Linked DNA regions of Sus scrofa: regions 1, 2, 3, 4 and 5 are each linked to region 6. Evidence: chromatin contacts called from public HiChIP or PLAC-seq and promoter capture Hi-C data. All regions are on one chromosome and are shown on one strand. Each heading gives the region's core, a stretch centred on a gene start, on an enhancer-like site or on the middle of the called end of the contact. The rest is flanking DNA. Distances are from core to core; before and after follow the strand shown. Region 1 holds the start of ENDOD1 (endonuclease domain-containing 1 protein). Region 2 holds the start of MAML2 (mastermind-like protein 2). Region 3 holds the start of CCDC82 (coiled-coil domain-containing protein 82). Region 4 holds the start of CWC15 (spliceosome-associated protein CWC15 homolog). Region 5 holds the start of SESN3 (sestrin-3). Region 6 holds the start of CEP57 (centrosomal protein of 57 kDa).

The links. Promoter capture Hi-C pulls out the DNA fragments that hold promoters and counts their contacts. HiChIP or PLAC-seq counts read pairs in DNA pulled down with a chosen protein or histone mark.
Region 1: a promoter capture Hi-C map of fetal liver shows a contact between it and region 6, with 5 times the contacts expected there. The contact joins the promoter of ENDOD1 here to the promoter of CEP57 in region 6. A contact is called at or near these places in 1 of 5 promoter capture datasets (fetal liver), 3 of 47 Hi-C or Micro-C datasets (heart right ventricle and skeletal muscle) and 2 of 2 datasets of contacts at active chromatin or transcription factors (alveolar macrophages and skeletal muscle).
Region 2: a promoter capture Hi-C map of fetal skeletal muscle shows a contact between it and region 6, with 3 times the contacts expected there. The contact joins the promoter of MAML2 here to the promoter of CEP57 in region 6. A contact is called at or near these places in 3 of 5 promoter capture datasets (fetal liver, fetal skeletal muscle and liver) and 2 of 2 datasets of contacts at active chromatin or transcription factors (alveolar macrophages and skeletal muscle).
Region 3: an H3K27ac HiChIP or PLAC-seq map of alveolar macrophages shows a contact between it and region 6. The contact joins the promoter of CCDC82 here to the promoter of CEP57 in region 6. A contact is called at or near these places in 3 of 5 promoter capture datasets (fetal liver, fetal skeletal muscle and liver), 7 of 47 Hi-C or Micro-C datasets (embryonic fibroblasts, fibroblasts, heart right ventricle and 4 more) and 2 of 2 datasets of contacts at active chromatin or transcription factors (alveolar macrophages and skeletal muscle).
Region 4: a contact with region 6 is called in a promoter capture Hi-C map of liver, with 8 times the contacts expected there. The contact joins the promoter of CWC15 here to the promoter of CEP57 in region 6. A contact is called at or near these places in 2 of 5 promoter capture datasets (fetal liver and liver), 3 of 47 Hi-C or Micro-C datasets (heart right ventricle, liver and skeletal muscle) and 2 of 2 datasets of contacts at active chromatin or transcription factors (alveolar macrophages and skeletal muscle).
Region 5: an H3K27ac HiChIP or PLAC-seq map of alveolar macrophages shows a contact between it and region 6. The contact joins the promoter of SESN3 here to the promoter of CEP57 in region 6. A contact is called at or near these places in 1 of 5 promoter capture datasets (liver), 3 of 47 Hi-C or Micro-C datasets (heart right ventricle, liver and skeletal muscle) and 2 of 2 datasets of contacts at active chromatin or transcription factors (alveolar macrophages and skeletal muscle).

The regions. Positions count from the first base shown.
Region 1 is chr9:27,131,967-27,136,599 of Sscrofa11.1, forward strand. It overlaps ENDOD1 (endonuclease domain-containing 1 protein), which reads left to right and starts at 2,073. Exons shown (of 2, transcript XM_005667250.3): 1 at 2,073-2,441. The coding sequence starts at 2,142.
Region 2 is chr9:28,370,221-28,375,188 of Sscrofa11.1, forward strand. It overlaps MAML2 (mastermind-like protein 2), which reads right to left and starts at 2,762. Exons shown (of 4, transcript XM_021102335.1): 1 at 466-2,762. The coding sequence starts at 978.
Region 3 is chr9:28,403,681-28,408,629 of Sscrofa11.1, forward strand. CCDC82 (coiled-coil domain-containing protein 82) reads right to left here and starts at 3,670. Exons shown (of 9, transcript XM_021062697.1): 1 at 3,586-3,670; 2 at 1,045-1,128.
Region 4 is chr9:27,044,351-27,049,347 of Sscrofa11.1, forward strand. CWC15 (spliceosome-associated protein CWC15 homolog) reads right to left here and starts at 2,930. Exons shown (of 7, transcript XM_005667244.3): 1 at 2,787-2,930; 2 at 1,407-1,545; 3 at 700-812. The coding sequence starts at 1,537. It also overlaps LOC100513807.
Region 5 is chr9:27,277,679-27,282,663 of Sscrofa11.1, forward strand. SESN3 (sestrin-3) reads right to left here and starts at 1,527. Exons shown (of 10, transcript XM_003129758.5): 1 at 1,099-1,527. The coding sequence starts at 1,176.
Region 6 is chr9:27,810,881-27,815,714 of Sscrofa11.1, forward strand. It overlaps CEP57 (centrosomal protein of 57 kDa), which reads left to right and starts at 2,064. Exons shown (of 12, transcript XM_021062690.1): 1 at 2,064-2,307; 2 at 4,478-4,661. FAM76B (protein FAM76B) reads right to left here and starts at 2,538. Exons shown (of 11, transcript XR_001298742.2): 1 at 944-2,538; 2 at 55-119.

The sequences.
Region 1 (4,633 bases), core at 823-3,322, 680 kb before region 6:
TGTAGACTGTTGTCTCTTGCTGTCCAACTCTGATGGCTTCATTCCCAGGGAGTGAGTGTGGCAGCGGGAGGTGGGGGGGGCGCTTCTGCCATTCTCCTGGAAACCTATCAGTGCCCTCCTGATAGTTTGGCTCCTATTTTATAGGCTCATCTTACAGATGCGCTGTGCCTTATGGGAAAGGCCAGGCTTAGGAAACAGAGAGGCCTGTTCAAAACTAGCTCTGGACTCACCGTTTGTGCCATCTTAGTAAAGCAAGCCTCAGAACGCTCTGGTCCAGTTCCCCCTGTAGCACACTGGGGAAATAAGATTAAATAATATGATATCCCAGTGGGTGCTCTGGCTCTGTCTCTACCACCACCCTAGGCCAAGCTACCATCTCTCGTCTGTTAATGTTTTTCTGCATTCATTCTAATCCACGGCAGTCTGCTCATTTCTTCCCAGAAAGCAAAACTGATTGTGTCCCCACCAGTGAAACATCAAAATATCCAACATGATTTGTAATATTTTTTTTTCCAAACTGCAGGACAGGAGCCATTAGTGGGTCATAGAAACTTTGTGGGTTGCCACCAGAATGTTTCTTTAAAGTGGAATAAAATGGGATACAATAGAAATACCAGATTGCAATGTCAATTGTAAGCATAAGTATTACTGCATGAAGCTTGTTTCTCATTGTGGATCCCGTCAAAAACAATAGACAGCTTCCAGCCTATGACAGCCTGAATGATTCTCTGCCTCCTTCTTTAGCCCCTTTTCTCACAATCCCTTCCCCCAGTTCTCTGTTGTACACACACCCACCTTCCTTAAATTCCTCCAACACATCCTGTACCCTCCTGCTGGGAGACCCCTCGGCACAGGTTGCTTTCCTCTTTGCCTAGATCATGTCATCCTCTTGGTCTCAATTCAGATGCCACTTTTGCAGGCCAGCTTTCCCAGACCATGCCCTGAATCCCTGGAGGGGCAGGTTTCACAGCTCCATGTTAGTGTTTCATTATTCCTTTAATAGCCTGCTTCTTTGATTAACTACAAGCTTTCCCACTAGGCTTAGTCTTTAGACCACAGGGACCCTATTCTTGTTTACCATGGTACTCAGCTGCCTAATCCAGGTTGACACAGAGGTAATGAAGTAATGAATCAACAAAGGTACCAACCCAGGGATGTTCGCTTGTCGTGTTTCTTTCTTGGTTTTGGTTATATTTTATTTATTTATGTACGTATGTATGTACGTATGTATGTATGTATGTATGTCTCTTTAGGGCCACACCTGAAGCATATGGAGGTTCCCAGGATAGGGGTTGAATCCAAGCAGTAGCTGCCCGCCTACCACAACCACAGCAACTGCCAGATCTGAGCCGCCTCTGCGACCAAAACCACAGCTCTCTCGCTAGGACGGTTCCTTAACCCACTGAGCCAGGCCAGGGATCGAACCTGGGTACTCATGGATGCTAGTCAGATTCGTTGCCGCTAAGCCACGATGGGAACTCCGGTTTGGGTTTTAATACTAACCTTCGCACCAAGTAAACCACAGATAGGCTGTACTATCTGCCTAGGTTAGGAATTTCCTGTAACAGGATTTCTTGGATCTCCTGGCTTCAGATGTGCTAAAGCTACATCAAAATTGTGTTCTTATGCCGGCGAATGAGCGTTTTGTCGGGGACCGGGAGACTGCTTTTCACCGGATTTCACAGGAGGTCCCCGCCCATCCGCTCCAAAGAGCCACAGTTCTGTGGTCCTCTCAAGCCGCCCCTTAGCATCCCTGAGTGTCCCTGGGGCGCGCTAGCTCAGGAGGCTATTAGGCTCCCTGCCCCGGGGACCGTCCCTTCCCGTTCCCTTTGAGTAAGCCGACTCAGTTCAGACCTTTCAGCCTCGGGAGGACCGCCCGTTTCCGAGCCTGCGAGCGCGGACCAGGGGCGCAAGGCCGGGTGCAGCCCAGGGGATCTGGTCCGCAGCCGGGTGCCGGAGCCCTGGCCTGCGCGGCCATCTTCAGGAAGGAGGGTGCAAAGGAGGCGCGGCCTCCGGGAGCGGACCGCCCCCGCCGCCGGGGCCGCCCAGCCCGGCCCGCCCAGCGCCGCGCCCGGCTTCCGATTTCCCCGCCGCTCGGCTCGGCGGCCTCGCGCGCTCCCGGTCCGGCCGGCAGACGCGCCATGGGCCCCGCGCGCTGGTTGGCGCTGGGCGGCCTCCTCGCCCTGGCCGGGCTGCTGGAGGGCCGGCTCGTGCGCAAGGAGGAAGCCGGCTTCGGCGAATGCAACCGCTTCTTCTACGCCGGGACCCCGCCCGCGGGGCTGGCGGCCGCTGCCCACGTGAAGATCTGTCAGCGATCCGAGGGCGCCGAGCGCTTCGCCACCTTGTACAGCACCGGGGACCGCATCCCCGTGTACTCGGCGTTCCGCGCCGCGCATCCCGCGCCGCTGGGCGCAGAGCAGCGCTGGCTGGTGGAGCCGCAGGTAAGCGAGGCGCTTCCCGAGCCCGGCCGCTGGGCTGGCCTCCCCGGGGCGCTCTGTGGCCACTGCTAGCGGTAGGGTGGGGAAGGGCAGAAGGGCAGCCCCAGCCCTCGGTGCCAGGTCGGGAAACCGGGTTTCCGATCCGCCCCACCGCGCCCCCGAGTTGCAGCCTGCCTCGCCCTGCGTCAAAGCCACAGCCAGAGCTCGGTGCTGTGCGAGACTTCGCTTAAGTTCCAGGGGTCCGAGGTCCCCAGTGGGAAGGGGTTCTCCCTGCACTTCAGTGTGGACACCTGCAGTGTCTCATTCGTTTCCTGAATCGAGAGGAATATGAGACCGAGACTCAGGAAACCATTCGGATCTTCGGAAAGCCTAGGCTGGGAGCTCAGAGACCTTGGTGCAAGTCGCTGCCGCAATTCTGTGGGAGTGGGTGGGTGGCTGGGCATTTTCATGCCCAGTTTACAGAAGAGGAGATCAAGGCTCAGGGCGGGTGAAGAGACTTGCAGAGAGATGGGCAGGTCTTTTGGCTAGAAGTTCACTGCCTTTCCTAGTAGGAAAACGCTGCCCTTCTGCACAGGCCACCTGAGCCTGAAAAACCTTTCCTTCTGCATGGGACATTGAGTAAATTCGATCTGAAGTTGTGTTGAGTTAGGACAATGGAATGAAGGTGCAGATTTTTAGAAATGCAATGGGATAGTTACAAATAGCAGGGAAACATTGACTACCTCCAACTAAGAGGAAAGACAAACCAGTTTTTCCTGACTCTTCCTATCCACATTATCTGACCACTTAGAAACCGGGTCATGCCTCAGCGTTTTTACTTCTGTCTGGTGAGAGTGACCAAATATTCCAAGAGGCCCCCAGAGACCCTACTGAACCTGTCTTAACACCTCTTGTCACATGTCTACCTCCAGAGACAAGCCTCTTCTCTAGAACACCCAGCCAGGCTGGCTTGCCCCCTAGCTGGGGAAGGAGCTGACTACTCAGTTCACCCGTTCTTGATGGCCATGGCTGCCCAGGGCCGCACCATGAATAGGGGACCAGCTTCCAGCTGTTTCATTCAGAGCCCTGGGTTGTAATTTCTGTCATCACATTCAGTTATCCCTAGCTCAAGGACCTTGACCAGAACTCAAGCCATCTGCACCTGTCTTCGTACCATCTCCACATCCTGTTGCGGTCAGGACCTATAAGGTCGGGTGTAAACTGTGCACACTTAAGGCATATATTAATCTAAAGTTAGTTTGTGCCCGACTCTACCCCTTGAGCTCGAGTTAAATCTAGAAGTACCCCAGCTAGTGGGTACCCGCTGTGTGCCAGGCAATTGGGGTGCTGGAGACAGAGTGTCGTTCTGGGACTCAGAGCCCCCCTGGTCTGCTGGGTGGAAAGGGGGCATCACCTCTGATCAGGGCCACACAGCGTGTGGAATCAGGCCTTAGTTCTTCCATGGACTCACTGTAAATGTGGGCAGGTCAACTTAGAGGTCATAATGGGAATTTTGAGGATTAAGTGAGTTCCTCTATATAAAGTGCTCTCAGGCGTGCCTGGCACATAAGTCCTAGCTGTTATTGTGACATGAGCAAAACACCCTCAGGTTAAAAATGTAAAAAAAGTCCTATGAGATTTCATCTGTCTTGGAGGTGACAGGGGTAAGGCTTCAGGTCAGAGTGACATTTGTGCTGTGCCTAGAAGATGAGGCATGGTGCAGGGAGGAGACAAGGAAGAGGACACCCCCAGCAGAGGGGACATGCTGAGTGAGCACTACGGGGCCGACTCAAGGATTAGTGTGTAGGGAGTGGTTGGAGCAGCTCAACCAGTGCAAGGGAGTAGATGATGGGCTACTCAGAAGATCAGAATTGAGAGGAGTCTTGGAAGGGAGGCGGCAATGTGGAGGAGTGGTCCAGCAGGGCTTGGGGGCATCGGGGCTGACCCCTATATGCAGTTATTGAAGGAGCCCGAAGGAGCATGGCTCATTCTGCAGAGGGGAAGTGGACAGAACCGTCCTGTAGGCAGTGGAGATCCTGGGCCCCAGGGGATGGGGAATGGCACTGGGGAGCTAAAAGAGGGTGGGGAAGGAGCAAGGGGAAGACTTCCGAATGGCAGCTTGAGACGCGAGAGGTGCAGTGGTTTGGAAAAGCACAGGAGGCCAGAGTTCCCCTCTGGGGAGGTAGGAACCCTCCCGTGGCTGAGCACTGCCAGCA
Region 2 (4,968 bases), core at 1,512-4,011, 560 kb after region 6:
TCTTAACCCAAAGAGAACGGGCCACTTCAGAGAGAGAGGGGGAAAGTGGGACAAGAAAGAAAAGTCTTAGATAAGGGCAGCTGGACTGCTCAATGCTTTCAGGCTAAGGATGGCTGCTTGGGCTCCTTGGGACAAGGCCTTCCTTTCTCAGCGGCTCCAATCTTGCCGCTTGTAGTCAACTCTTCTACAAGCTGTGGATCCCAGAGAGCTTCAGGAAAACCCAAGTTTCTTACCACTTAAGGATGCTCTACAAGCGGAGGAAAACCCATGAATGAGCACCAGCTGAACTTGACAAGTAAGAGGAACAACACCACACAAACCAGACACCCAACGGCCTCTGAGGTAGTCAGGTGACATCTTGGCCCTCTGCACTGCCATCCATGCTACCTCAGGCCAGGGCCAGCTCCATCTTCACCCAAGGCCACACGACCACAGCCAGAATCAGGAGAAAACCAGGTGCCTTACCGCAATCAAGGCCGAGTTCCTCTGGTCCCCAGGGGTGGAAGCTGATGGCTGCTGCTCCCCGTCGATCCCACCACCGCCACCATTATTGCTACTGTTCAGCAGGTGCTGCTGGTGGTGATGGTGATAGTCTGGCGGCGGCGGTGGGGCCGCTGTCGCTGCCGCTTGGGAGGCTGTAGGAGGGGCAGCAGGTGGCGGTGGAGGGGCTGTAGTGGTGGCGGCAGTGGTAGTGGCCTTGGTGTGTTTGCCAGCCTTCCTCGCCCCCTGGCCGTGCTGGACAAGGCTCAGGAGCTGCAAGGTGCTCTCTCTTTCCCGGTCTGAGCTCTCAGCTCTACCCCGCTCGTAGCGTCCTTCACAGCTCAGGTGGTGCTGGCGGCAGACGGCGATCCGAGCCCGAAGGCGCTCCACTATGGCACTGTGCACCCTAGGGGTGACCGAGCCCCCTCCAAGGAGCCCCGCCCCAGGGGCCCCCCCTAACCCTCCTGTGGGGGCCTGCGGGGGCGCTGTGTCCCCCATCTTACTGGACACAATGATTGCTGCCTCTGGGATGGTGAGGGGGAAGGAGGCAATGGCTGGTTATTGCAGGCAAATCTGCTTTTGACAATGTGCGCGCTCAGTGTTCAGGGCCACATGAATAGAGGTCTTCAGAGGTTTGGAGGGGGGACGGGGAGAAGGTATGGGGGAGGGGAGTTAGTAAAAAGAGGGTGAGGAGAAAGAATGGAAACCAATGGCAGAGGCTAAGTGGGAAACAAACCCTGATCAACTTACTCTAATTGCACTTGACAGCTCTGGAGAAGTTGGCCAGAGTTAGTGGGGGCTTTCCCCCCACCAAGCTGACAAGAGCCACTAGGTACTTTGTAAACACAAGATGGGGGGGGCGAGGGTAGAGCAAGAATTCAGGGATGGTCAAGCGAGAGACAGAAACAGACAGCAAAGGGAAATGAGAGAGGTGTTAATAGAGAGCTGGCCCCCCCCTCACCTAGTTGTTTCCGAAGATTCTTTATGGGGTTGTTTCTGCAGAGAAACACATTTCTACCATGATCTATGTAACCCACAGCATTTACTTTTCCTCAGGTTTTTTTTTTTTTTTTTAAAGTGCTGTTTCAGACGCTTTTTGAAGTCAATGCTCAAAACGTACAAAAATCAAGAGAGACTGTCTTTTGGCTTTTAATTTTTCCTCCCTTTCCCTTCGCTCCGGTGTTTTCTCCTCTTGGGGGGGGGGGTACTGTAGGATGTTGTCTTCTCCCCAAAGAGGGAGACGGCTTTTCAATTGTTAATGTCAGTAATTGGACTTTTGGACCATGCTTTTTTCTTCAGCTAATCCAATCACCGGTAAAAATCCTCATTCCCTCTAAGGTTTCCCAGCCTTAAATGAAAGCAGTCTGAAGTCACTAGCCACTGAGAAGAGAATCCTTCAACACATTTTTTTTTCCTTTCCCGCTTACGTTTCTATTCCTCACCCCCGGCTCGATTCTAATACAGTATCAAGAGAGACAAACTCTTCCGAGAGTAATTTACAAACGATGGTCAAACTTACAAACTTCCAGCAAATTGCACCGAGTCATGTCCAGCCACTTTTCTGTCCACTTTTGTACATTCCATCCCCGGCCAGTGGATCTGAGGGTCTGGACTCTCAATAAGCAATGTGGTTCTACCTCTTGGATTGCTCCGCTTTAGAGATGGAAAAGAAAGTAGCTGGTCTTTTCCTTTCTCTTTCCCGTCTGTTGTTCGCCGCTTGGCTGACACTGGCTCCGCTGCCCGGAGTCACGGCGATACACAGGCTTTCATTGTGCTCCGATAGGAGAGGGAGAGAAAGAGAGTGAGACAGAGGGAGAAAGAGAGAGCCAGCGAGCTGCAGAGGGGGGTGGGGGGGCGGAGGGCGGGGGGAGAGCTGGCCCGAGGCTCCCTGGTGGAAGGCGGGTGCCACTGCACGGGCGAGCCAGGCGGCCGGCGCCGGGGAAAGGGGAACGCAGAGGGCCTCCCAGCGGCTGAAGAGGTGAATCCCAAAGCCTGCGCATCTCCGCGGCGCGCGCAGCTCGGCCTCCGACTGGGCTCGGGGGTGGGGGAGGGGGGAAGGCTGGGGAAATTCCCCAGCCTCTACCCGACGACTTCACGAGCTCGAAACGTTGAAGAAATTCCCGCCCAGGGAATGTATTTTCCCATGCAGACCTCCGTTCTCCCCGCCCTTGCCCCCGAGGATGTCATTTTCATTTTTCAATATGTTGTCGATGACACCCCTGAGCACCTTAGCGAGAGTTGGGTGAGCACGGAGGAAACGCTCATTCGTGTCAGGGAGACACAGGGTGTGTGCGCGCGGGTCGGGGAGGGGGGGAGGGTGGGGGAGGGGAGAGGAACTCGCACCCTCAGCTCCTAAAGGGCAGGAGAGTGTCAGTCTACCTGCCCGCCTGTGGTGTGCGTCTCTGATAAGTCAATAGGGGATTACGAGCGAATCAGTAGCAATAAAAATAAAATACTCTACCATGGTGAAATTACCAATACCAGTTCTAGAAGGGGAAAAAAAAAGATTTCCTTGAAAATACAAGTTTGCCTACGACGAACCAAAAATGCAAGATCTGAGGTCTCCACAGCTGTCCGATTTACATCTATAATGAGGAAAATCATTCCGTTAGCAGTAGTTTCAAGAAGTTTAATAACACAAACCAAATCTCAGACACTGAATGTTGTCCCCTCTTCAGACAATCCTACCTTTAAGGTCTCCAAAAGTATACTGAATTCTGTTTGTTGTCAGTTACGGAGAATAAATTAAGATGAGCACACTGTTATTATAATCAGGACCATAAATGTTCTATGTATCCTAACTTGGAAGTCATTTCAATTTGAGGTCTCAAGCAATGGGGCTTTTTTAATCTAAACCAACTCTGCCATTTCAATAACACGGTCCTACTTCAAACTGAGTTGAAGAGAAATGAATGGGCAAAATCAAAGCAAACATTTTAAGACTGGATTTATCTATAGTTTAGTTCTCTTTAGGCTGGCCTACATTGGTCCATTTCATTTTCACAAATCCTGGAATGTTAGTTTGGAACCAGGAACAAGTGCATTCTGATGGCATATAACTTTGCTACTTTTCATTGGAACATATTTTATCTGTCTCTTCCAAGGCTAAGTTCCTCACCACTCAAGAAGAAAGGCAGAAATATATTGTTGTTGGGTATGCAAATTTGAATAGAGAATTCCCTCTATTAAAAAGAATTCCTCATTAAAAAGTGAATGAGTTTCGATCATATTACATTTTTTTAAAGGTGCATCCATTAGACATTACTTTCTTTCTACCACTCCTGACACTTTATATCCAGCAGTAATACTTGACAAAAGAGAAAAAATTAAATCTAAAACTTACCATTCACTGTACAGTCCTGCAATAGCATGGGTTTTGATTAATAACAGAGTCCTTAGTCAAATCTGCAACTCTTATATAAACTTTGATTTCTATGCTAGATAGGGACATACCTTAAGAACTTGGTCAAGCAAGAATTTGATAAATTTTCATTCTATATTCTAATGGTGTAGGACACTCCTCTACAATGTCTTTTATACACATTTAAACTTATGGCCATTTGATTTCAAGCTGACGTCATCATCCACATCCTCATTTCCATTCACATCAGTTACTATTTATTTACACTCAGTTTCAGGCACAGTACTTCCCTGATTTCTCCCTTAATCTACCCAAATCCTGAGGGAGAGGTATTACTAACTCCACCCAGAAATGAAGAAACTGAGGCTCATCAAAATCAAAACTATTTACATTAAACTAACTAGGAAGTAACAGATTAGGACTTGAACTCAAGACTGATTTCAAACCTATGCTCTCTTAACCACTGGGCTTGCTGCCTCAGTATCAAGTGTGAAAAGAGTTACAGGGAAACCAGACTATCCCCAAAATAGCTCAAGGGCTGTAATTACACTTCAATCAACATGCTGGAGTCTAAGTCCTATAATACCTCCAAGAAATGAGTAGTGAATAGAACTACTCATCTGAATATGGGAGCAGACAAGTGAGAAAATAGTCAATTACATCCAGCTGCCAATAAAATAAACATTACTTTTTTCCTTGTCTTTCTCTTTTTTATGGAACTGTTCCCTCTTATAACCCTAATGCTTCTGTATAGCCCTATGAATTTTTTCAAGCATTCCTTTTTATTTGTCTATTTGTCTTCCTCATCATCTCTGCCATCCATGGTTACCTGACACAAAGCATTTAACACTACAGTAATAAATGCTCAGATCTAAAAAGTTTATGACATGTCAGATTTATAAATTACAAACTACTCTTGTTATGTAAAATCAATGCTCTTGATGATGATGATAAAATAATACAGTATATCATAATACCCGCAAAAGTTAATTCCAATTTTTCAACATTTCTATTTTCTTCTACACTATGTGCCTCTGGCCCTGTGATCCATGCAAATTCTCACTTCCTGATAGCCTGTCTCTTTGCCATTCTTTTGGTGTTATCATGTACACAAAAGCCTCTTGTAC
Region 3 (4,949 bases), core at 2,420-4,919, 590 kb after region 6:
TTCAGCATTGTAATAGCAATCTAACAAATCCTAGCCCATAAACCAAATATTCTATTTGACGTTATACTTAGGTTGCATCTTACAGAAGTTTTATATTAAAACCAGCAAAGAATAAAACTGTGTGTGGTCAAATTATTCTTTTTTAAGATCTCTGTATTATTCTTCAAAGTTGGGTTTTTTTGTTTTTTTTTTTTTTTTTTTTGTATACCATACTGCTTTCATAATAAGTCCACCCAGTTTCCTTTCCAGGTTTTTTAGTTTTTGTTTTGTTTTGTTTTTGGTTTTTTTGCCTTTTCTAGGGCCGCACGAGCCACAGCAACACAGGATCCAAGCCGCCTCTGCAACCTACACCACAGCTCACGGCAATGCCGGATTCTTAACCCACTGAGCAAGGCCAGGGATCAAACCCGCAACCTCATGGTTCCTAGTCAGATTCTTCACCACCGAGCCACCTCCTTTCCACATTTTAAACAGATTACTGTTTTTTGCTTTTTATTAAGCACCAGATAAACTAGGCAGGTTATATTTTGAAGCCATGCAGTACAAAGAAGTATTTTTTAAGCACATACAGTTCTAAATTTGCATAAGCTGTGTACATGCTTTACACCATAATAAGAAGGTAAGGCTTTTTATAAATCTGTCTGAATTAGGAGGAATAATGAAAAAAAGTTTGTAAAAACTAATGACAACATGGCTTTAGTAGATAACTATAGTATGGACAGCAGGAACAGTAATGTGAAAGATGATTTTATTAATATTCAAGAGCAGTTTCATACACACTAGATGATTATCTTACAAAACTCTACCATATGCAAAGATAGTTACTAATCATAACAAGAGGTGAGCCTTATGACAACAGTAGAAATGATTAAGAATGTCACACTATACAAATACCTATGACTACACAGCTAAGCTATTAAAAAATCCTTTGTGTAATTTTCAGTGCATTTTCAAATATATTTTAACATTCTGATAATGATTCTAGAAGGAAGGATCTATTGTTACAAAAATCAAAGCCAAGGACATAGAGTTTAAATGACTTACCAAAGATCACACAGCTCCTTAGCAACAGAGCAGGTATTAGAAACCAGGTCTCCTGATTCCCGGTCCAGTGCTACACAATGACGGCTGCCAATATTATATTTGTACAAGGTAGGAAAAATTATGTCTTTAAAAAGTCATTATTTTATCTCTCATTCATGCTAAATTTTAGTTACAGAAAATAACCATTAAAATCATTTAAATAAGAGTTTAAGAGCATGCTTTTTAAATTATGTAACTGAATTCTAGTGCATATGAGTTAAGCCAGAAACTTCTGGAAATTATTTATCCAATAGTCAAGAAAAGAAAAGATGAAAATTTGCAAACTTCCCTCTACCATCTTACTGATGATACTGATCACAAAAATTAAGGGATTTCCACTGAGTTGTAAAGATTTCGAAGAAAGGCAGTCTGATGAGAAAAAATTTATTTTGGAAAATTGCAGTACTGAATTTTTCTTTTTACAGCTGCACCTGCAGCATATGTAAGTTCCCAGGTTAGGGGCTGAATTGGAGCTGCACCTGCAGGCCTATGCCACAGCCATGGCAACACTGGATCAGAGTCATATCCAGTGACTCCGGATATGACGCCAGCCTGCAGCAATGCCAGATCCTTAACCCACTGAGTGAGGACAGGGGTTGAACATGCATCCTCACAGAGACAACATGAGTCCTTAACATGCTGAGCCACAATGGGAACTCCAGTATTGAATATATTAGGGGGCAAATTTTATTTAAACAAATTGTTTCATTTGGCCAACTGCCAAATTTCCAGGGTCTCTCTTTTTTCAACATTGCTGATAATATCAATAATATCAGAATATCAAAAATTCTGTTACTGAAAAAGAAGATAACTTGAATATGTAGCTCCTCTTTTTAAATTGTGGATACTTTTACTAGGTGAGATGGGGAGGTAAGAAGGATAACGGAGGGAAAGGTGAGTGAACTGAACCTGAGGAAATGAGAAGGCAAAGCTAGGTTGATGGGTAAGACACCTTTTGATCATTAGAATTCACTCAGAAAATTATCCATGCAAATGGATGCAATTTTTTATATGCTGAGTATACACTCAATATATTGAAATGAGAGTTTAATCAAGCTTCTTTAATGATAACTTACCTTTAGGCAAAGAGAAAAACAGACACTCCAAACAGAAAGCATTAAATAAGTGAATGAAGATCAATACTATCACACCTTTGTGCTTCGGGGGGTTAAAATCACGTAAACTTTGTCTGCCGAAGGATGTAAAGGTGATAATCCATAGGGCTTGTGTTCTTTCTCTAACACAGTAACTCTACAACTAAAAAGGGTACTTTGGTGCCACCTTAATACACTTTATTCTAGAAGAAATATCAGAAGAACTATCCGTTATTCTATACTTGGAGGTTAATTCATCCCCAAGAAAAGATTAATTCTTGGACTTGCTCTATAAACAATGTAGGTGGTGGTTTACACTTAAAAAATTAAGGGCAGTGGAACCCTCAGCCATTTCTTGAAATTCCACTAGAAGGGATGCATTCTATTTGTAAAACATTTCCCCTCCTTAGTGTTTCCTTTTATATGCCAGTTTGGAGAAGAAACCTTAACAAACCAAGGAAATAGTCACTGAATGGATACTACGTGCCAGCGCACGCTTGGAGCTGTGGCGTTACTAGAAAAAACATCAACAACACGGTCTCTACTCTCAAGGAGCTCACAATCTGATGAAACTACTAGGGACAAGAAAACAAGCCAGCACAACACATGATTTTAAGGCTACATAATATGATTTTTTTAATGTTATCACATTGCCGTGAATAATGTATCATAGTTCTTCCACTGGCTGGAAACCAGGGTAGCACAAGACAGAAATAGGAAAATATGAAGAAACATATAAAGAGAGGAAAGCCAATTACCTCTATTTAGAACCAAGGTTTACTACTCCACAATTTCGCACAGAGAAATATTCAAAATCTGTAATACTGAGGATGGTTCGCTAAATTCAGCAGGGATGAGTGGCCGGGGAAGGAAAAGATCCTCCTGGGAGTTTAACACCAGAGTCTTTTTCACGATTACAAACCTGGTTCCTCGACGGGACACAGACACCTGGCGCAGCACTCCGGCCAGTCCGCCCCTCGCGCTCACGAGGAAGGGGCACTGTAGCTAGGAAACGGGACCCTCAGAGAGAGCTTCGCGATGACGTTCGCGGGACGTCACAAACCCCTAGATCTTAGAGGAGTGAGGCCCCCCGCAGAAAACAAACAAGAATCTGGAAAGGCCAGAAACCCGCGAAATCACCACCCGGGCTCCGCGTATCAGTCCTGCCCACTTCCCCTTCGCGCCAGGAACTGGCACCCCACCCACTGAAGCTCAGCCCGGGCGGCACGCGAATGTAGCGAAGCGCGCAGAGGAGCCGCCCCGCCCATCCTGAGAGAGCCGGCGGGAATTTTCTCTCCCTGCCCGCGGGGAGGCGTGGCTTCCCCTGCCCCTATAATAAACCATTAGCAGCCCAAGCGAGAGCTAGTCCCCGCCCCGAGCTGGCCCCGCGTCGTCCCCGCGCCCTCACCTTTCAATCCTCCTCCGCCTCTGCCTCCGCCCCTGCCTCCGCCCAGGTGTCCTGTTCCGACTAGCGACGCCCCTCCTCCTTCCGGGGACCGGGGGGAAGTCCCGCCTCTGGGAGGGGCTAGAGGCGGGGCCTGGAGGCGGGAGGGGGCGTCTTCCGGGAGCGTGTGCTGGGGGAGGAGCGGTCGCCGCGCGTTAGGCAGGGAGCGGTGCAGGGTCCTGGTTCCTACTGAGGTGGGGAGAGGGGCTTGGCGGGCTGTGTGGGACCGGGGGGACTATGCAGGCCCAGTAAACCCAGCGCGGGGAGGTGGGGCTTGCAGTGGAAGGGGCTGGCGGCTGGGGGAGGAATCAAACGTAGCCGTCCCCCTGGGGAAGGGGGCCAGTCCCGACTCCCTGGCTCTTCCGCTCTCCACCGTAACTTTGGGGTGTGGCAGGGGTTAGTGACGGTCGTTGACCTGGTACCGGGCCTGAAGGAGGCTTGTGGGGCTATAGTCTTTCTTGCGGCCACTGTGGGAATAAAACAAATGTTTGTAATCCGTATTATCCGCGGTGACTTGGGGCCTCTTCTACTGCCCATTTAAAGTTAAAGGCCTGTTCCCTCAAACTTCTCCCCTCTGATCGTCCTCTGCCGTCTGTTTACCAGCCAAGCCCAGAGGGGACGAGGTCTGGGCCACCAGGTTCCTGGTGAGGTTGAAAGAACTAGTGTGTAAGACTGTTTTAAAGTGAGTCTGTGAGAAAAGGCAGGATTTTGTGGATTGCTTCCGTGTAAGTGTGGGCCGAGTACCTGAGTGCCAGAGCTTCACCATGTCAGGGAAGAGGAAGCGTGTGGTGTTGACTATTAAAGATAAGCTTGATATAATAAAGAAACTTGAAGATGGTGGTTCTTCCAAGCAGTTGGCAGTGATTTATGGAATTGGTGAGACAACAGTACGGGATATAAGAAAAAATAAAGAAAAGATTATAACTTATGCAAGCAGTTCTGATTCCACAAGTCTTCTGGCCAAGAGGAAATCTATGAAGCCATCCATGTATGAGGAACTGGACAGAGCAATGCTAGAATGGTTCAACCAGCAAAGAGCAAAAGGGAATCCTGTGTCTGGGCCAATTTGTGCAAAAAGGGCAGAGTTCTTCTTTTATGCTTTGGGAATGGATGGTGATTTTAACCCTTCTGCCGGTTGGTTAACGCGTTTTAAGCAGCGACACAGCATTAGAGAGATTAATATTAGAAATGAAAGATTAAGCGGAGATGAGACTGCTGTGGAAGATTTTTGTAACAACTTTCGAGACTTTATTGAACAAGAGAATTTGCAACCAGAACAAATCTACAATGCAGATGAAACTGGATTGTTTTGGAAATGCCTGCCTTCC
Region 4 (4,997 bases), core at 1,680-4,179, 770 kb before region 6:
TATGGGAACTGTAGCCTTGCTCAGGAAATTCAGAAAATAGTTTGCATTTGCTAGAAATAAAAATGGGAGAATTTTTCTTTTCTTTTCCTTTTTTAGGGCCATGCCTCTGGCATATGCAAGTTCCAGGGCCAGCGATCGAATTGGAACTACAGCTGCTGGCCTACACCACAGCCACAGCAATGGGAATCTGAGCCACACAGGGGATCTGAGCCACATCTGCGACCTACACAGGATCCTTAACCTACTCAGCAAGGCTAGGGATGAACCAGCATCCTCATGACACTGGGTTTTGAACCAGCCGAGCCACAATAGTTAACTCCATGGAGAATTTCATAGACAGAAACAATGGGGCCTCAAAAAGTCTGGCTGTGAAAATACCTTAATCCGAACTGAAACAATGGTTGCTAAATATTCCCAGATCACCTAGTTCTTTCCATATAGAAACATAAAAAGATGGAACTGGAATCAAATTCATTACCATCTCTAATCTAATCTAATCTAATCCAATCTAATCTATCCTAACCTAATCTGATCCAGTCTTTTAAGAAACTTAAAGTTCACACCAATATTTAAAAGCAAGCAAACAAAAACAGTAATCCATTCTAATTACCACGTGAAAGAAAAATTACTGTCAACACAATGTCATGAGAGACGTGTCCAGGGTGTAGGGTAGTCTAGGGGTCTAGGGAGTGTTGGTACCTCGGGTCGGCCTATCTCTATTTTTTTCTCTTGCAGCAGCTCTCTCTCTCTCTTCCAACTCTCTCCTGAAGTCGCGGTTCCGAACCTCTTCGGGGGCATCCTGAGTGGTCTGTCTAAAGCAGAAACAAACCAGGGCAAAAATACTTCTTAAAAACACACGGCTGTAGTCATAGAAGACAGCTTGTGAAAAGCAACTTTGTCCTGAGTTCCTGAAACATAAAGTCCCATTAGGGAAACTGGACAAGATCACTATCCTAATCTGAGGGTTACTAAGAGGCTCCTGTGATGTCTCTGATATTTCAAGAACCTCAAGCTAAATCACATACTTTCCCATAATAAGGGTGCAGGTTGATTAAAATGTCCTTACTTTTTGTAACTATGTCAACTCAGGGCTCTGTTACAATAATACTCTTAATCTCATATTGATTAGTGCTGATAGTGCACGTCCCTCTGAGATAATGTATCAGCTATTGCTCCATCTACTTATGGAAATTCCCAGTTAATTGCAATTTCTGCTTAAGGAATATCTTGTAGCATTTTACAATCATAGCGCATGATTTTAGTGTTATAAACACTAATGCATTCTACTCCTATGAAAATAGATTACTAAGTGATAATAACGTAAACACTATTATCTTATGACCATACCATTTAACAGATTTGGTCTTCCTTTGTGAAACAAAAAAAAAAATAAAAGGCTTCATTACCTATATTTTATCTTCGTATGAGAGGGTAGGTCTCTACTTGAATATTGCTTGGAGAGTTGGCTCAAATCACCTTCTCCTTTTCCTCTCCCACCTCTTGCAGGTTCAAAAGTTGGCCTAGCTGCCGTCGTCATTTTTTATGCTTTGAAGAAAAAGTGCCAAGTTACTTTCAACATAACAAACTATCATTTTATAAAGTATTAATCAATATCCATCCTTGGGAAAAAATTTCCCTAACTTATTCCCCAAAACTTATTTAAAATGATCTCAAAAGTTCTCATGAAAACAAACAGTGAAGCTCAGGGTGTAGCGGGAATATGCAGATATTTAGTACAAAAAGTTCTGTCATGAAGATCTGAGACTGTGTTCCTGTTCTCCTTCTGGCTCTGTGGCCTTGGACAAGCCAACTAGCTTAAGTTTCCGTCATCTGTAAAATGGGGACTATTCCTCATGGGATTATCATGAAATTAAGAGACTTGACATGTCAAAGCCCTTGCAAAAATACAGTACTGCCGTGTCTCAGTTTTTAAAAAAATCTCAACTCAACCTTACTCCACCAGACTCCTTAAGGTTCCCATTTTATCTAAACCTCACACTGCAGAAAAGAGGCTAGCAGCTACAAAAACAGAGAAGATATCTAAAAAAACAAATCATTGACAGATACTGAAGGTCCTGAAGAAGTGTGCTCAACTTCGACGACAGTTACATTGGCAAAGCTCCCCAACAATCTTTTGTTGTTTCAATTTTATCCTACAGCAGCCAATATAATATAAATCATAACTTTTGCAAGTTACAATTTAAGGGATGCTCAAAACACAGGAACCCACCCCCACGGGACTCTGGTAACTACAAATCAGGGACTCCTTCCTTATGTTACTTCTGCTTTTAAGCAACTAAAAAACACTGCACAGCCGATGTGGCTACTAAAACCTCCCTCAAGCGTCGGAAAAGCAAGTGTCTGGGGCAGCTGGCATACTTCTCTAGATTTTCAAAAAAGGGAGAGGAATATATCCAGTGGGGGTGAAACTGGGTTCCGGGCCGCTGGGGGCGCCGCCGCCTCCCACACACCATCGTTATTTACACTCTGGGTTCTGGGGAGTTCACCTTCGGGTTGTCATCGGAAAGCCCGGCGATTCTTCACCCGTGCCAGATTTGGCGAGGGGCTGGGGGCGCCCAGACCCGCTTAACGCAGCCTGTAGAGCTACCTTCACGCTACGCTCTCCGCGGCCGGCCCGGGACTGGCCGTCCCCAGTCCAACAGGCGCTGGGCTCCGCAACCCGCTGCCGCTCCGGAAAACTCCTCTGCCTGCAGTCGGTTCTCCGCGTCCGCCCCCAACTGTCCTCCCCCCCCCCCCCCCCAGTCTGCTTTCCCCCAGCAGCTCACGTTGGCCGAGGTCCGAACGCACCAGCCTCCGGAGATCATTCAGAAACCACTTAGATTCTCGGCTCCCAGAAACCCCTGCGCCCAGGGCCAAAGCCCAAGACCCGGAAGCAAACCCTAACCTCTTCAGGGGCGGAGGCAGGGACCAATCGGCAGAGGCCAAGGGAGAAGTCGGCGTGACGACAGCAAGAGGCGGGGCTTAAACAGCCCAGGGGGCGGGCGTTTGAAATCGGTGCTTTGAGTAGACCCTAAACATCATTTTATACCTTCGAGAACCAATTACTTAATGTCTCTCCCGTCTTTTCCTTTCCCGACCCCCTCCCAGACGCCTTCATTCCGGTACTGCGTGGACGGAAAGCCCCGGGTAGCCGACACCACGTCCCCGGCTACCGAGAGAGAAGGAGAGAGAGCGTAGAAAAGGATTATACCAAACGGTTTAAATCCAACGGCTCCTGCTTGCTTAATCTTTGAGCTAGACCCAGCAAGCCTAGAGAGTTGGGCTACGGAAAGACTAGTATTTTCTTTTAATTGGATATGAAGAAAGAACAAATATGTACGGGGGCAACCACGATCTTTATAAAGGTACCATTCCTGCAAAAAATGTTAGTCTTCAAAGCAAAGGTTGTATTCGTATTGACTGTTAAAATTGTAATTTTTTTTAAAGCCTAAGTTCTAGCGGGAGGGGAGATGTCACTATTAGAGATTCATTCATTAACCGACATTGAACGTTTAGAACGGTGGGCCCAACTGCCAGGAGCCCTAGATGCAATTATAAGATGGCTACTCATGCGTTAGGTGAAGTTTTAATAAGGCAACGAACAGGAAAGGGAAAAAAATCACCAATTGTCCTTCTTACACCTCCAAAAGCACTGTGGGAGCAGGGATCTTGTTTGGTCAGTTTAACGTGGTTATCGTGATATCTAATCACATAGTCTTTGGCTCAATAGATACTTAAACAAATGAAAATCCAACTCCCTTAGCTTAGTTTCAAATGTAAAGAGCTCATTAAAATTGAACATAAAAAAGCTTTTTCCCCCCCTCAGAATTCTTTCTTTGAACTCTAAAATGAACAAAACAAAAGGGTAGAAAAACTCCCTTCCCTGTAAATTTCAAGATGCAAGTCTTGATTTTTCTAGGAAGGTATTACTCCCCCAGTCTTAGACATCTCAGTAAAGGACACTACCTACCATCATACTAGTTACTTGAACCCAAATCCCAGGGTTTCCTCTTAGATTCCTTTTCCTTCACTTGTCTCATCCAACTTATTTGCAAGTCTTACCAATTCTACTTTCAAAATATACCCTAAATTTCATTCCCACTGCTACTACCCTAGTCCAAGCCACCATCATTTTCCGCCTGGAGTGTAACTGTCTCCTTTGTCTTATAGTCAGTTTTGCATCTAGCAGTGAGAGTGATCTTTTAAAATAGTGAGTCAGGTAGTGTCACTCTCTTGCATAAAAATCTGCATTAAAAACCAATTTTTTTCCTTCTTTTTTTTGGCCGGCTCTTACTGCAAGTGGAAGTTCCTGGGCCAGGGATTGAATTCCCACCACAGCAGTGACCTGCTACAGTGACTACACCAGATCCTTAATCTGCTGCTCCAAGTTTCAAATGTCTGTCTTTCTTTCTTTTCTTTCTTTCTTTCTTTCTTTCTTTCTTTCTTTCTTTCTTTCTTTCTTTCTTTCTTTCTTTCTTTCTCTCTCTCTCTCTTTCTTTCTTTCTTTCTCTCTCTCTCTCTCTCTCTCTCTCTCTCTTTCTTTCTTTCTTTCTTTCTTTTTTACCTTTTGTCTTTTTAGGGCTGCACCCTTGGCATATGGAGGTTCCCAGGCTAGGGGTCCAATCAGAGCTACAGCTGCCGCCGGCCAACGCCAGAGCCCTGTCTTCAACCTACACCACAGCTCATAGCAACGCCGGATCCTTAACCCACTGAGCAAGGCCAGGAACCAAACCCGCAACCTCATGGTTCCTAGTTGGATTTCTTTCCGCTGTGCCACGATGGGAACTCCTCAAATTTCTTAATGTGCCTTGAGGCTTGTTAGGTCTGGCTCCTATCTGTCTCCCTGGCTTCACTTCTAATCGGTCATTCTCTTATACACTAAACTCTAGCTGTAGCCAACCAGGCATTGCTGTTTTACAATCAAGATTGCTTTACACTAGCTTTTCTCTGCTGTCTGTGCCCCAAGGTAGCTGTATTATAATTCAGGTCTCAACTCA
Region 5 (4,985 bases), core at 277-2,776, 530 kb before region 6:
AATATATAAAGAACAATCCCAATTGAACTGTATTTAGAGAAACTGACTAAAAACGGTGCGGTATTCATTCTCGGTCTTTCAGTCTCGATGCATTTGCACAGCTCAGCAATTTTAATTCATTTGTACTGGACAAACAGAAGCACCTCAACTAGTGTTTCCACTTAATGAAATGTAAAATCTGAGTCTGGAGAAGAATAAACTGATTGTAATATTACCCAGTGACGGCTGTTAAATTCTGATTAAAAGCTTTTCTCGTCTAAAGCGACATCTTTTCACACACACCCCCCCCTTAACGGAGCGATTAAGCCAAGGAAGCTAAACAATACTGAAGTAAACTTTCTATCAGCCGCTCTGGGAAGAAATAAGCTGATTGTGCGTCTGATTTTTCTGGAGCAACACCAGGGGGCTGGAGGTGGGGGGTGTAAATGCTAAAAAGGGTTAACTCATGTCCAACCAGTCCTCCTCCCCCAACCCCAGCTTGAGGAACTGTAAGGGCGAATAGCATTTCCCGTGGGTATAAAAGTTCAAGCTGCTTTACCAGCTCCTTTCAGGATCGAACTGTAGCCACTAGACGACCGTCAAAAGAACGTAAAAAGAGGGTGTTAGGGGAGAGCGCGCAAGGAAGGCAGAAGCAACCGAATAAACAAGCAAACAAACAAAAAAAAAACAAACCCGCAAGAGTTAGGCATAGCTAGGAGGGAGTCAGGTTCCTCGGGACCAGACCAGGCAGTTCTTATTTCACACCGATCTCCATCAAAAGTACCCAGAGGAGGATCGAACAGGTCCGTCCCTCCCTCCGCCCGAAGAACAGGCCGGGGGTTGCAGGGTAGGGAGGTGAACGGAGGAAAAAAGCACAGGCACCCCCACCCCCCAATCCCAACCCCAGGGGACTAGTGTCTATCCCGACGAAGATCAAAAGCAGCAGCAGGCTAAACCCTCCACTCCCAACCCATGCTCCCTTTTGGGGTCGCGGAGTAGGGAAGGTGCCCCGGGATCCCTTTGAGCCTCGCTCCAAGAGTGCGCCCCGGGGCCGTGCAGCCCAAGCCGCGGCCGGCAGGAAGCGCCCCTCTCCGGCCGGACCCCAGGCCGAGCCCGTACCTTCCGCAGCACTTTCCGGCAGTTGGTACAGAGCAGGTAGTTGGCGGCGGCCGACGGGCTGCTGCTGCCCCGGTTCATCTTGGCTGCAAGCACCGAGGGCGGACGGCGGGCCGGGGCTGGGCTGTCACTGCGGCCGCCCGCGCCGTTCCAGGGCCGGACAGTTCCCTTGCCACCGGCCGCGTTTCAACCTCAGCCTCCTCCGGGCGGGATGTCGGGATGGGAGGCGACGGCCCGAGAGCGAGTGGCTGTCCGAAGCGATCACAGTGGCGGATGCCTAAGCGACGGCGGAGACGGCGGCGGCTGCTCCTCACCGGCCCGTTGTTCCACCCGCCCTCATCCTCCAGACCCCCGCCCCCGCCAGGCTAGGACGAGCAGCCGCCACCGTTGCCGCTGCCGCCGCCGCCGCCACCGCCGCCGCAGCGCTTCAGTGCGGCCCCGCCCCCGCCTCACCACCACCTTCACCACCTCCACGCTCCGGTACCGCCCCCTCCCGCCAATCGGACAGCTCCGGCCACGCCCCCCGGGCGCCAGCCCCCAGCCAATAAGAAACTAGAGCACGGCTGGGAGCTGCTCCGGCCAATCACGTAGGGCGAGGACGCCTCGAATCTCCGGGCAAGTTAAGTTTGTCTCCGAGGCTCTGAACTGAAGGGAGATGGCGGGTTAGTTAGGTAGTGGGGTGGGAGGGAATACAGTTTGTGAGGCTTCTCCAATAGGAGGAAGAGGGTGTGCCATATGCAAATAATCACTGGAAGACCAGCCCCTTTCCTAAGGCAAACCACAGCCCCTGCAGAAATGGTGAGGGAATGAGATGAAGAGCTGGGAGCTAAAGCTCGCTAGTGGTTCTAAGATAGAGCTAAATATTTCCTGATTTCTTGAGAAAGAGGCTGGGGGTGGGGGGAGCTAAAACGTTCATACCGTCAGGGCTGTGGTTAGGCTTTCTCTCGGCCAAAATCTTAGCTTAGCTGTAAGGAAGACTGCAGTCACGTAGCACTTTGCATCCAAGGATCTCAAAGAACTTTATGCATCATTTATCGTGATCCTTGTTTTGCAAAAGACCAGTTACCTGAGGCTTCGGCAGCGGGTGGGGGATAAATGTTTAAGTATATTTACGCCATTAATCGAGTTAGAGGAGGGGAAAGACACAAAACCAGTGAATTAACGGTTTCCTTCTACATCTAAAGACCTTTCCCGCAGTCTCGCAGCAACAGAATTCCTGTATTTGTCCAGCACGAAAAGGCCAAAGAGACAGGTTTGTCTTCACCTGATAGATAGTCCTTCAGGGGCAGCTGGTTAGACAAACGCAGAGCACAGAACCCTGCCTGGGAACGAAGGTTCAGAGAACAAATTGCCATTTAAAACTGTTGGGCTGGACCGGCCTCTCCCAAAGCTAAAAATGGATTCAGGATTTTGGCGTTCACGCTCAAGGGAGAGAAGGCAGATGCAATTGGGGAAAGCTCAGGCTGGCAGGGTGTGGGGGACAGGCGAGTAGGGAGCTAGGTCTCCCGAGGGGGTAGCGACTCGCATGCCGATCGAAAGCGGGTTCCCTAAGCCAGACACCCCGAAACCTGCTCCCCAGTGAGAACAAAGGCAGGCGCCGAGAGAGAACCTGATTGGTGCCCGGTCCTCACCGGTGTCCTCCCGTCCCCGGAGATAACTTGCTTTGCGCACTGGCGCGGAGCTCCGTGCTCACTGGAGCCCCAGCTCCCCACCCGGCCTTGGCTGGGACCACAGAGGACTGTGCGTTCTGACATCACCTGTTTTCGTTCTTTAGAACTCGATCAGTATTCTCGGCTTCTCCTTTTTTAAAGGTCTCCAGTGTGCGAGGATTTGTGAAGGCCTGCAGTTGGCAGAAGGAATCTGTGAAGATGATTTAAAAGAATGGCTTCTTTTCTTCCTCTCCTTTTCAATTTAAAAAAACGACCCCGGTTTTCTTAGGGATTCAGTGTGGTGTTGTGATGCAAAATCAGAAAGGTACACTTGGAGGAGCTAGCAAGTTTAGCATATCAAAGCTATTAGAGCAAATTGTGTGGTTAAAACTGCCAATCTCCTCATTTTTTCGACAGCTGCCTCCTCTCTGTTCCTTTTAGAGACCAACAGGCATAAACCTAGTCTACACAAGGAACAAAGGAAATGGAAATCTGCCAGTGTCAGGTTTAAACAGATTAAAATAGCCTGGAAAACCCCCAAAGGGTCTAAGTTATGTGGTTGGGTAAATGTGTTGATGCATTTAACTAGTGATAGCTAAAGTTCTCTTGGTGCTGGGTGGCTTTATAGAGCCCAGAATAGCAATGGTGTGGGGAAGGTGCATAATATTCAGTTCGAAGAAACTAAACGCAAGAACATTCAGCAGAGGGAGAAATGACTACCTACCCTTCAAGGCAGAGAACCAAGAAATCCAGGGAGAAAGTTAGAGAGGCACAGTTGTCCTAAGAACTGAAACACATATGTGTCCCCATTTACTGGTACATTTCTTGGGTTATATTCCTGGCTTGGAAAGCAGATTTGATGAGAATACATTTTGAAGGAAAGGAGAAGTCGAAGGATGCGGTAAATTTTTGTGCAGAGATGGAATATTCTCCAACAGTAGTTGAACTTCAAGTTGTTTTCTATCCTATAGTTTTTTTCACCTTTCCTTTTATTTAACAGCTAAAATCTTTTCACCATGAAGTCCTTTAAGTTTTTCACCAAATGATGGTCCTCTCCCCCACATCCTCCAAACTTTTATAACATTGTCTATACTGTCATTTATTTGGCAGTTAGCCATGTACTGAGCTGTAACATTTCTACCACTGAACCCTGACATATGTGTCCATGTCCCACCCCTGAAATCATCAATCCAGCAACTCTTTTTTTTTTTTTTTTTTTTTTTTTAAGGGCTGCAGCTGCCGCATATGGAAGTTCCCAGGCTAGGGGTTGAATCAGAGCTGCAGGAGCCTGCCTACGCCACAGCCACACCAGATCTGAGCTGCTTCTGTGACCTGCACCACAGCTCATGGCAATGCTGGATACTTAACCCACTGAGCGAGGCCAGGGTTCGAACCCGAATCCTCATAGATACTAGTTGGATGTTTCTGCTGCACCATGACTGGAACTCCCAAGTAACTCATTCTTGATACACGACAACCACCCTTTCTTCTGGTTCTCACACCCTTGGTCCCATCATCCTCTTCTCTCCTCTCAAGTAACGTTCAACTTCTGGATCCTTCCTTTCTCTTCCATTTCTCACCTGGGCTCCCTTTCTTCCCTAGGCAGCCTGGATTCCTGAAGGAGACTGCGACTTAGAGAATGAGTGACTTGCAAATCCTGGATCCCATTGTTAGTTAAGAGGGAAGGAAACAAAAGCCCTTTCTTTGAACTTCGTGTAGAGTAAGGAGAGACTCCACCCCCTTTTTTGGTCTGGTCCATCTAAAACAAGAACTTTAGAAAAGTAGGATATGGGTGAAAATTACCACCAATGTTGAGAACTACTTTTTAATTAATTCCAAAAAAGTCCATTCAACACTTTGCACCATTTAAAAAACAATTTTCTTGTTTTTAATTTTTTTTTTCATTTTTACAATTATAGTTGATTTACCATGTGACTGTTTTGAATGTGACTTTGTTTTCCTCGTAGTACATGGCTTAGATGTAATGTCACTTTATTTAACCATAATTCCTCCATTATTGAACATGTAGGTTTTTTCCAGTTTCTCATGATTATAAATAATGCTCTGAGAAGCTTCCTCATACACTAAGTTTCCAGCAGCATCGTTGATTCCTAGATATGGAGTTCCTGACTGAAAGGCTAAGAATGTGTTTTAAGGCTTCTGATGCAAATTTGCTAAAAGATTTTGTGGAAAGGTTTAACCAGCTTGCAGTCATCTCACCATCAATGAGAGCTCTGGGGA
Region 6 (4,834 bases), core at 814-3,313:
TCCTCAGAGACAATATTTTGTCTTTAACAATCAAAAACTGTTCAGTATACAAACCTCTCTTGTTGAAATTCTGATCTGCAGTAAGTACATTTTACAATAGGATGCGCAATCCGACATTCCTGTAATAAGACAATATATTAGTCAGTCTCTATCTGAAAAGTCCCAAATTTCACTTTTCTGGTGGAAAATTTTTACCCATTCTAGTCAAATGCCTAAAACATCAATACAATCTGTCCCCCAACGTAGACAATTAAGTGATTTACCAAATAAGTGGTCAATTACAGCATAATTCCTTAGGGAAGGCATAGATGTCTTTGTCTTTATTAGATGTGAGGGGTACGCGCTACAGATAAATTAAGAAAGCTGTCAAAGCCGATCCCAAGGATTGGTTAAATGTGAAACTACTTATTATTGTGCACCGTTGCTCACAGACAGCATCCCGGCTTTAATGGGATGGGAGGAGCTCCAAATCTTAGAGCATTCTGTTCCCAAGCCAGACGCTTCGCTTTCCTGGACAGGGAAGAAGGATGCCATCAGCTTTGCGGCTTCAGGTTCCTAGCAAGAAAGTGCAAACACCGTCCCCTGCCTCCCGTTGGAAGAACAGGACAAACCAGGAAGAAAACCGAGATGAAAACATCTCCACCCCGGGGTCTCTGCGGCATAGACAGGTGGCTGCCTCACTCAGCCCCACCCCTAAGACCCCTCAACATTGCTGGCGCACGGCACCCTCTGGGCCTCCTGGAAGAGGGTAGGATTCTGTCCTCTCGGGGGCTTTCCCAGCTGATGCCCAGGTTCTAGGATAACCGGGTCTCTGGGTGAGGAGGCGAGGGCTCCAAATCCCAGGCGCCGGCGAAAAGAGAGGGGCTGCAATGCAACGGGCACCCAGATCGCTCGGGCTACCGCCGAGGAAACCCCGCCCGCCCGCCGCCCAGCGCCCACGGACCTTGCAGAGCTGCTGGCCCTGGGAGAGCTCCTCGAAGGGATAGCGCTGGGTGCACTTGGTGCAGGCGTACAGGGCCGAGGCCGCCATCCTGCTCCTCAGTCTCCTCCTCCACCGCCGCCCGCTCCGAGGCGGAGCCCTACGGGAAACTCGGGCGCCGCAGCCACCGCTGCCGCCACTGCCGCTTGGGCTGCGGGCTCCTCCTCCTCCCCCTCCCCCTGCCTCGCGCCCACCAGGCCCTCGCCGCGAGAGCCCAAGGCCCTGCGGCCGCCGCCGTCTCCCTCCGCCTCCACTTCCGCCCCAGCCCACCCAGTGACGCCGTCCCGGCCGCTCCCGCTTAGGCCCGAGAGCGGCGGAGGAAGACGAAGAGGATAGTTCGCTGCGGTTTAGCAGCGCGGCAGCGGATCCGCTTCCTCCTAGGCTTCCCTTTCTCACCCCTGATTGGCTGGGAAGGCTACAGCGTCACCAGGCCGCTCCGCCCAAGGCCTAACCCCCGCTACGCTGGGAGCTCCCACAAAGGGAGGAAGTCGCTGGCCAATAATAGCGCGACGCTTTCAGCGCGCGAAATCCACTTTAAACTTGCCCCGCCCAAAGGTCCCGGTGGCGACTATTTCTAGCAGCCAGTCCCAGGTTTGGTTGGGAGTTTCCCAATCCAATTGGGCAGTTGTTTGCTAAGGTTTACTCTCTGCCCCTATTCTTTTTTTTTCCTTGACTTCCATTGGACCAAATTTTTAAGCCCCTCCCAATTCTATTTTTAATTGGCCGAAAGGTGAGTACTTCACCTGGAGAGGCGTCCCCGAGTGAAACTCACGCTCTCTCTGGCCTTTAATCCAAGGGAAGACATGGAGTGTTTGAATTTCGCGTTCGCTTTTATTTCAGTCATTGTATTCGGTTGCCAATGAAACAACACAACCCCTCGCCCATCTATTTCCCTCGAGAAAGTCCGTTCCTATGCAAAACCCCGTCAGAAGGGCCTGGGAACCCTCGGCGCTACGCGCCCGCGCAGCCCTTGCGACGCGCTACCTTGTGACGTCACCGAGGGAAGGGGCGGATTCTCCTACCACCTGAAGACGTTCGCCTTTTTGATTGGCTGACCAGGGCGTCCGTTAGGACGTGTTGCCCTTTCCGTGTGCACTCCAGAGCGCGGGCGTCCAAGTGGGGGTGTGTGGCAGGGGTTTCCGGGCCGGGCACCAGCACCCCAGCCCCTTCCATCAGGGGTTTGGCTTAGGGTCGTCCCTGGCGGGCGGCTCTCGAAGCTTGAAGAACAGCGCGCGCACCCGGGCCGCTCCGGGACTGCAGAGGTCCGCTAGGCAGGCACGAAGATGGCGGCAGCGTCGGTCTCTGAGACTTCGGCTTCTCAATTCTCGGTAAGAAGCGGTGGACGTTCGAATAGGTCCCGTCTCGGTCTTGGCGCCCCTTTGCTCTTCCTCACCCTTCAGAGCGATGTCGGCTCAGCATCTTACCCGTTCTGGGGAACGGCGCGGGGCGCCTACATCTCCCCGGGCTACCTCGGCGCCCACCGCTTTTCTGCCTGGGCTGCACCGTTCATTGAAAGCGGCCGGCCGGCCGGCCGGCGGGTCTCTCCCCCCTGCCCCTTTCTGCTTACCGCCCAGGTGGCCGTTCATTGCTGGGACCCGCAGGGATGGTTACCCAACGCACCCCGTGCTGCGAAAGCTGGGCTCCTGGGTCACGTGGGTGTAACGGCCAGGCTTGAAAGCGCTCCGAGACCAGGTAGGCGCTCTAGTTGCCTTAATTGGCAGCTGTTGAATAATCCAGTCTCCAGTGCTTCTGCTGATTGCTTTGCCAGCAGTACTCCCTCCCTTTTGTTCTTCCTTCTGCATTCATCCCACCGCCTCCTTATTCCGATGACCTCTGTGTAAAGGTCGTTTTAGAGAGGCGACCGGAGGAGCTGATCTTAAATATTGTTTTGGCCTCCGCAAGAGCCACAAGCCTGTTACTAGTATTTTGTTGAATTGGGCTGGTACCCGCCGCTCTGGGAATAGATGGGAAGTGAATGTGAATGTGAAGAAGCTCAAGTTAGAGCCATTATCTCTTCATGCAGCAAATGCTGAGTGTCTGGCGTACTTTTAAAAGGCTCTAGGATTGCACAGATGAATACAGCAGAATCCCTCTGAAGGAGCAAACACTGAAGGAATCTACACGTAGTTAGATTAATACACAGTATTGTTTCATAAGTGCCACCATGCTGGAAAAACCGAGCCAAGGGTGATGAGCACTGCTTGGGGAGAGAAGAGAGAGAGCTAGTTGGGTGGTGAAGGATTCGCAAATGCTTGTCCCAGGAACAGAAAAGGAAGGAGAACAAAGCACCACAGGCATTTTGGAATATGTGCCAAGACAATAGGTGCTTCCAGAAACCTTGAAAAAAATTTGGAATGAGCAGAGAGGTAGTGTGGGTGTAGAGTCCCTTAGGAAGAATTGTAAAAATAGATTAAAATAAGAGAGGGATGGTGAGGGGAGAAGGCAGGAGAATATCACGGTAAGGTAGTAAGGTAATGTCGTAAACGTTAACAGGGAAAGGTTACTAAGAGCAGAGTCACCTGGGTGAAAAGACACTTTTTCCTGTTTCAGCTTTTGGTGATATGTGATAATGAGGCCAGAGTGATCCTCAGGGTTTCAGCACAAGGAGGGTAGCTAATTAAGAGATCAGGGAAGATTAAGAAGAAGGAATGAATGAAGCAATTGGAGTTATTCAGGAATTAGGTCAGTAAATGAGAAGATGAAAGAGGAACTGTTAAGACTATTAAGTGTCAGTAGATAGATGGGATATGAGCTGTGATTATTACTTCAGTTTAATTGGGAGAAAAGATAAGTAAAGATAATTGGCATGGGGGTCTTTTCATTGCTCTCAAAACAGCACTTGGAAACTAAGCAAGGAAAATTCCTATGAATGTTGAATTGAGCTGAATTCTGCCAAGGCCATCTAGCTGAGTGGTTACTGGGATGTGGTTAACCATTAGTCTTTAAGGTAGCCTGGACAGAAATTTTATGGAATGTTTACTAGGAAAGCATATATATATACATAGTATATATATATATATATAGTGTGTGTGTATATATATATAATATGCTAAGCTCAGCTGTAAGTGGATTCTAAATATGGAGAAATTTGCTCTGAATATCTAGGATCCTTTACAAATCAAAGTATAATGACTTGACCTGCTGCATCAAATGTCTAATTTGGAGGTCACTATGTCTCAAAACAAAAATGACTAAATTTAGTTTATCAGAGTATAAGAAATGGCCCTGCTAAGACACTATTGTCCTGTCAGAAATAAGGCTGGCATTTCCAATAGAGGTTAAAAAGCACTTTAACTTAATAAACAGTTGATAATAAAATCAACAGAAGAAAGACCTTTATAAAAACTACAACATGAACTCAGAAGACGACTCATAATGAGATTTCAGGGTTGTGGACATTAACAATTTGTGTATTTAACATCAATAAACCCAGCATAGAGCAAGTTTAGTAAATGAAGATGCTTTTAGTAGGTAAGGATTTTTTTTTCTTCTTTTCAGGGCCCCACGTGCAGCATATGGATGTTCCCGGGCCACAATAAAGCAGGATCCGAGTCACCTCTGCAACCTATACCACAGCTCAGCTGAAAGCAACGCACTTAACCCACTGAGCAAGGCCAGGGATCGAACCCTCATCCTCATGGATACTAGTCCGGATACTAGCCACAATGGAAACTCCTAGCAGGTAAGGATTTTTAACAGGTAGATTCACAAATAGTGTAATCTTTAAGAAGCAGCTACAAGGTAAATCTTAAATGAGAACAACATGGCAATAGGTGATACATTTGAATTGTTCTTGTAAGCATTCTTTCACACAGCAAGAAGAGTAAGGGCTAGCAGCTGACATTTATTGAATGA